2 separate regions of the Mus musculus genome follow, and region 1 is linked to region 2. The links are chromatin contacts, called in public HiChIP or PLAC-seq maps. All regions are on one chromosome and are shown on one strand. The core of a region is the stretch at or near the end of the contact, and the rest is flanking DNA. Distances in the headings are between cores, read along the strand shown.

The links. HiChIP or PLAC-seq counts read pairs in DNA pulled down with a chosen protein or histone mark.
Region 1: an H3K27ac HiChIP or PLAC-seq map of embryonic stem cells shows a contact between it and region 2, with 11 read pairs. The contact joins two enhancer-like sites. A contact is called at or near these places in 3 of 115 datasets of contacts at active chromatin or transcription factors (all in embryonic stem cells) and 1 of 9 other capture datasets (embryonic stem cells).

Annotation. Positions count from the first base shown.
Region 1 is chr6:93,978,124-93,980,823 of GRCm38.p6, forward strand. All of the region lies in intron 1 of Magi1 (membrane associated guanylate kinase, WW and PDZ domain containing 1), which reads right to left. Among named protein-coding and RNA genes, the nearest start is that of Gm22840, 89 kb to the left of the region's middle. Within about 2 kb of position 1,363, at least 7 of the 459 cell types and tissues checked have an H3K27ac peak or open chromatin away from gene starts, as enhancers often do. A contact at or near this core is called in embryonic stem cells, where this site is marked.
Region 2 is chr6:93,605,219-93,607,918 of GRCm38.p6, forward strand. No RefSeq gene overlaps it. Among named protein-coding and RNA genes, the nearest start is that of Gm22312, 97 kb to the left of the region's middle. Within about 2 kb of position 1,388, at least 8 of the 459 cell types and tissues checked have an H3K27ac peak or open chromatin away from gene starts, as enhancers often do. A contact at or near this core is called in embryonic stem cells, where this site is marked.

The sequences.
Region 1 (2,700 bases), core at 113-2,612, 370 kb after region 2:
TTGGACTGAATACATTTTTTGCATTATGATACAGCTTCAAGCCTCAGGGATGGTAATGGAGTGTGGTGGTTTGAATAAGAATGGTTTCCTCAGACCCACATATTTGAATGCTGGGTTACCAGCAAGTGACTATATTTGAAAGCATTACAGAGAGTGGTCTTGCTAAAGGAAGTATGTCATTGGGGGTGGGCTTAGAGGTTTGAGATGCCCGAGCCAGACCCAATGTTCCTTTCTTCCTTTTGCCTGTGGATCCAAATGTAGTGCTCTCAGCTACTTCTCCAGCTCTAAGTCAGCCTAAGTGCTGCTGCCATCCTTCCAACTATGATGATAATGAAGTAAATCTCCAAATTGTAAGCTAGCCTCAATTAAATGCCATGGTAACAGTGTCTTTTCTCAAAGGCAGAACACTAAGACTGTAGGTATGTTTAAATAAAGCGCCTTTAAATACAAACACAAAAACCTTAAGATTGTGATGAAGTAGCAAACAAAAACTGTTACCAGAGATCCACAACAACCTACTTACGTATTTCCATTAGAAGTGGCTTAGGTGTTCATGGTAACTTTGCATAACATAGCTATCACAGATAACAAGAATTGACTATACCTACACCTTCCTTTAATAAATATGCACTTCTGACCTCAGCACCTTGTTGTTCTCAGCAGATCTGTCCAGAAATCTAAATGTTTTAGAAGTTCTTCACTTACAACCCAAGCTTATCAATCACTGTGCATCAGAAACAACAAAGCTCCCAGAGGCCTGACCTGCCTCCATTTAGCTTTTGTATCACCCTGTTCTGACATACAAGCTCCACAAGCTGCTTTATATGATGCACTGTGTATGCTTGGAAACTGACCTGAACCTTGCAGAAATAATTTCATCCAAAACATTAAAAAAAGGAAAAAAAAAAAACTCCCAACAGTTTCCATATGTTCATTAAAGAGGTAATCACACCCAAATTTCTAGCCATTAGTCCACCTGCTGAAGATGTTTTTCTGTACTAAGAGGAGAGCCAGGGATTTGTGTGGTTACCATTGGCAACCTGTCACTCTCAGCAAACTTATCACCTCGTTCAAACTTCTCATTTGTACACATATGTTCACCAAGTATTAATATGCTAGCAATGTACAAAAGACATTAAAAGATAACCAAATTGGAGGTGAACTCAGGTATGGATAATCAGATACTAACTGCCTTTGGAGCACCCGGGAAGCTCTTGGGGTCACTCCCCAAAACTGCATTCTGCCCCTACTCCAAAAACAGGAGGATTGGAAGTTCAAGGTCATTCCTACCACATACCAAGTTCAGGATCAGCTTTGGCTAAAATGAGACAAAAGACAAAAGAAGCTAGGCGTGGTAGTACATTCCTGAGACAGAAGCAGGAGGATGTCTGAGTTCCGGGCCAGCCTAGTCTACAGAGAGAGTTCCAAGACAGCCAGGGATATACCATTGACACCCTGGCTCAATAAAAGAAGGTGGTGTGGGGGGAGGTTTTTTCAGAGGTATATTCACAGTTACTACAAATAGCATCTTAAAAGAACAGAATGGATTTGGGGTCATCCTCAAGTCTAACAACTTTTACTGCAATAAAGAATTTCCCAGATGTCATTCCTCTACACCAGAGGTTCTCAATCTTCCTAACGCTGCAACCCAACCCTTTAACACAGTTACTTATGTTGCGGTGGCCCCAACCATAAAACTATTTTGTAGTTAGTTTATAACTATAATTTTGCTACTGTTATGGATTGTAATGTTAATATCTGACATGTAGGATATTTGATATGCAACTGCTGTGCAAGGGTCCTTTGACACTCCTCTAAAAAGAGATTGTGACCCACAGGTTGAGAACCAGTGTTCTGCACACAAGTCACATGAAACATAAAAGAAAAAAAAAAAACCATGGAAAGTGATTTCTGAAAAACACTATAAATAATTAAATCTTGTAGACGATCACACATGGGAGTAAAAGCTCTGAGCAGACCTGAAGAGAAAACGATAAAGAAAAATGACTAAAATATGCTTCAGAACCATAGCGCAGCTTAGGGGAGGCCAGCTGGTGTGAGTTTGGGTCTACCTACTTGAGAAGAACATAGAGTGGAAGAGGGCCTTTCTCCAGGCAGAGAGAAGGCCTGTATCAACAACCTCAACTGTCATCACCAACAACATAAGGCACAGCAGCTCTGAGCCCTGGTGGAGGTGTTATTCTGAGATGGGTCTAGGCTGACCTACCTCATCACCCAGGAAATAGTCACTGCCGTGGACTCCCCCATCAGGGCCAGGAATGCAGCAGCAGCAGCTGCACCTAGCGGGTACCCAGTGCTGACATTGCAGAAGATTCCAACAGCCAGATGTCAGCTTGCAACTAAAGACACTTGTCTAAGAAGAGCTGGGCTAAATCACTCAAAACACTGTCTGGAAGTCAGTAAACAGACTAAGAGTGTGAGACCCCTGACACCCCATAGTCCTTCTGGGAAAACACTGCCTGGAAGTCACTAAACAGACTAAGGGTGTGAGACCCCTGACACCCCCACAGTGCTTCTGGGTAAGAAAGATAAGAAAGATTGGGTGGTGAGAGGTCTGGGAACATTTGAATTTTTCTTTCTCACCTTCCTTCATATATATAAAAGCATATATATAATACATGCTTCAAGGAGTAGTTCCCAGACCTCCTATCCTGAGATTTCTTTTACAGGACTATCAAG
Region 2 (2,700 bases), core at 138-2,637:
ACAGCAGACAAATCATTAGAAAGTGGGCACTGGACATAAATGATTGTGTAAAGGCCTGCAAATGGCTAACAGGTGTGTGCAAAATATTCACTGTCACTCCCTGTGAAGGAAACGTTAGTTAAACTATATGGAGACTGCCGCAGACCTTCTGGGTCCCTATGTCTGCGTGGAACGGGGTCTCTCGATGCGGGTGGGCAAAGCGTGGATGAATGACAGACAGACACACACGCAGGAGAGTTTGTGTGGAATCTGAATGTAATTTTACAACTCGAGCATCAGACTTTTTATGCAGAGGACAATAAGGAAGTTGGGTGACATATTCGCAAGGTACAATTGAGGTAACCGGAATCTTACATAAAACAGAGGAATGTAAACACAAAAGGTCTAACGGGAACCACCCAGGATAGAATACATTGATAACAGCTGGGATCAACAAGGGCTCCACCTAAAATTCACTAATCTTAGAAGCCAGGGTCAAGGGCTTCGCGTCCTTGCCACAGTTCCTAATTTAGTCTCTTGTATAGTCCACCTTCCCCTTAGGCCATTGTAAATAGGTGTGTATGGGTGTAACTCTGCTATAGTATCTATTCTGGTTTTTCCTTTGGTCTGAAACTTCCTTCTTTTTAAGTGATGGTAAATTCCTGTGTAAGGGAGTGACTTAGCTTTTACAATCTTGCTGAATTCTAAACCCTTGATCTTGGTCAAGGACACCCTTGGACTGTTGGAACACTGGCGGAAGGCTTTAGCCATGTCAGAGCACTTATAGGAAAATACTGAAAGAGAGCACGTGGATCCATACTCTAGACTAGCGCGGTAATGGAACTTGGGAATGAAAAATTAATGTATGGGTAGAGAACACTAGACTCCAGGAGGAGAGCTTCCTTGAAACTCTTTTGCCTCATGAGTGACTTTTAAGCCTTTCGGCTTGTCCAGTTGACTCGACCAGAGAGCGTAGCAGGAGACATCACCTCACTGTAGCAGTGAGTATTATGGAGCTGATAACAAAGGCTAGTGAGTGTGTGTAGGAAAAAAACCCAGCCACACTGTTGGGGTAACTGTAAGTTAGTATGGCTGTCTGGAGACTGTAAAAACTATATCAAGCCAGATGTAACCAGGCTCTCCCATTCTTTTGTATGTATCCAAACAACACAGCAAGGGGACACAGTTCTCTTAGGTGCATTACAACAGTGCTCATCACAGCTGAATAGCAAACTCAACCTAAACGTCTGTCACATGACGAGTGGAGGAAGAAACCTGGTACAAATTCACAATGGGATGCTGGGATGCTATTCAGCCAGAAAAGGCTGAAATTCTGTCCTGGGTGATAACACACATGATGCTAGATCATTATGTTCAGTGACATAAGACAATCACAGAGTGGCAAAGGGTGTGTGCTGTCACGTACACACAGAGGTAAAGAGGTTGGTTTTATAGAAGGCACCAGAAAGATGGTGTTTGTAAGAGGCCAGGGAGAGTAGAAAGGAAACAGGGTGGGGAAATGCTTGTCAGTAGATGCTACGTTATAGTTACATAGGACTAAGGAGGTCTGCGGGGCTACAGAAGAAAATAATGTGCTGTTCTGTAATAAAGGGTCAAGGTCAGGTTTTTTTTTTTTTAAAAATCTTTATATAAAGAAATGGCAGGTATTTGAAGACACAGATGCATGGGACAATGCATATATTACCAAACATCTCATGCTACTCATAAATATGCATGATTTATGTGTTTATGTATCAGTCTAAAATGAATTTAACTTTTTTCAATTGCTTTGTAATCATATTTTTATGAAAATATTTTTCATAGAATACATTCTGATCTTGATCTCTCCTCCCTCACCTCCCCACCCATCCAACAAAAAACAACGTTTTTTTGTTGGTTTTTGTTTATGAAAATGAACAGGCAAATAAAAAACAAATCGGACCAGAGCAAGTGGGGGTGGGAGAGTACCACAAGAAACACATTCACAAAACCAGACACAAAACCCTAAAAAAAAAAACAAAATCAATATACAAGCAAAAAAAAAAAAAAACCAACAAAACAAAACAAAAACAAAAACAACAACTCCTAAAATGACATTGAGTTTGTTTTGCATTGGCCATCTACTGCTGGCCATGGGGCCTGACCTTAACTGTGATTTGAATACCCAGTAACCACTAGAGAAAACTAAATTTCCCTTTGCAAGCAATTATCAATTGGAGATTGCTTCATCCCTTCTGTCTCTTACAGTCTTTCTGCCTCCTCTTCTATATAGTTCCCTGAGCCCTGAGGGGAAAGATTTGATGAATATATCCCATGTAGAGCTGAGTGGTCCAAGGTCTCTCACTCTCTGCACATTATCCAATTGTAAATCTCCATATCAATTCCTGTCTACTGTAAGAGGAAGATGGCTGAGCAGGCACTGATCTATGAGTATAGCAATATGCCATGAGGAGTCATTTTATTGTTATGTTCCTTTTCCAAAATGATAGTAGTTGATTTTACCCTAGGCCAATGACCTAGTTAGTCTCAGGTTCTTGGCCACCTGAATACTGTCAGTCATGGGTTCCATCTCATGGAATGGGCCTTAAATCAAATCAGATAGTGGTTGGTTACTCACACGACTTTCATGCCACTGTTGTACTGTATCATATAGGCAGGCTGCTATTGTAGCTGGGTTGTGCAGAATAACTTCTAGTACCAAGAACACTAGTCAGTAGGGTT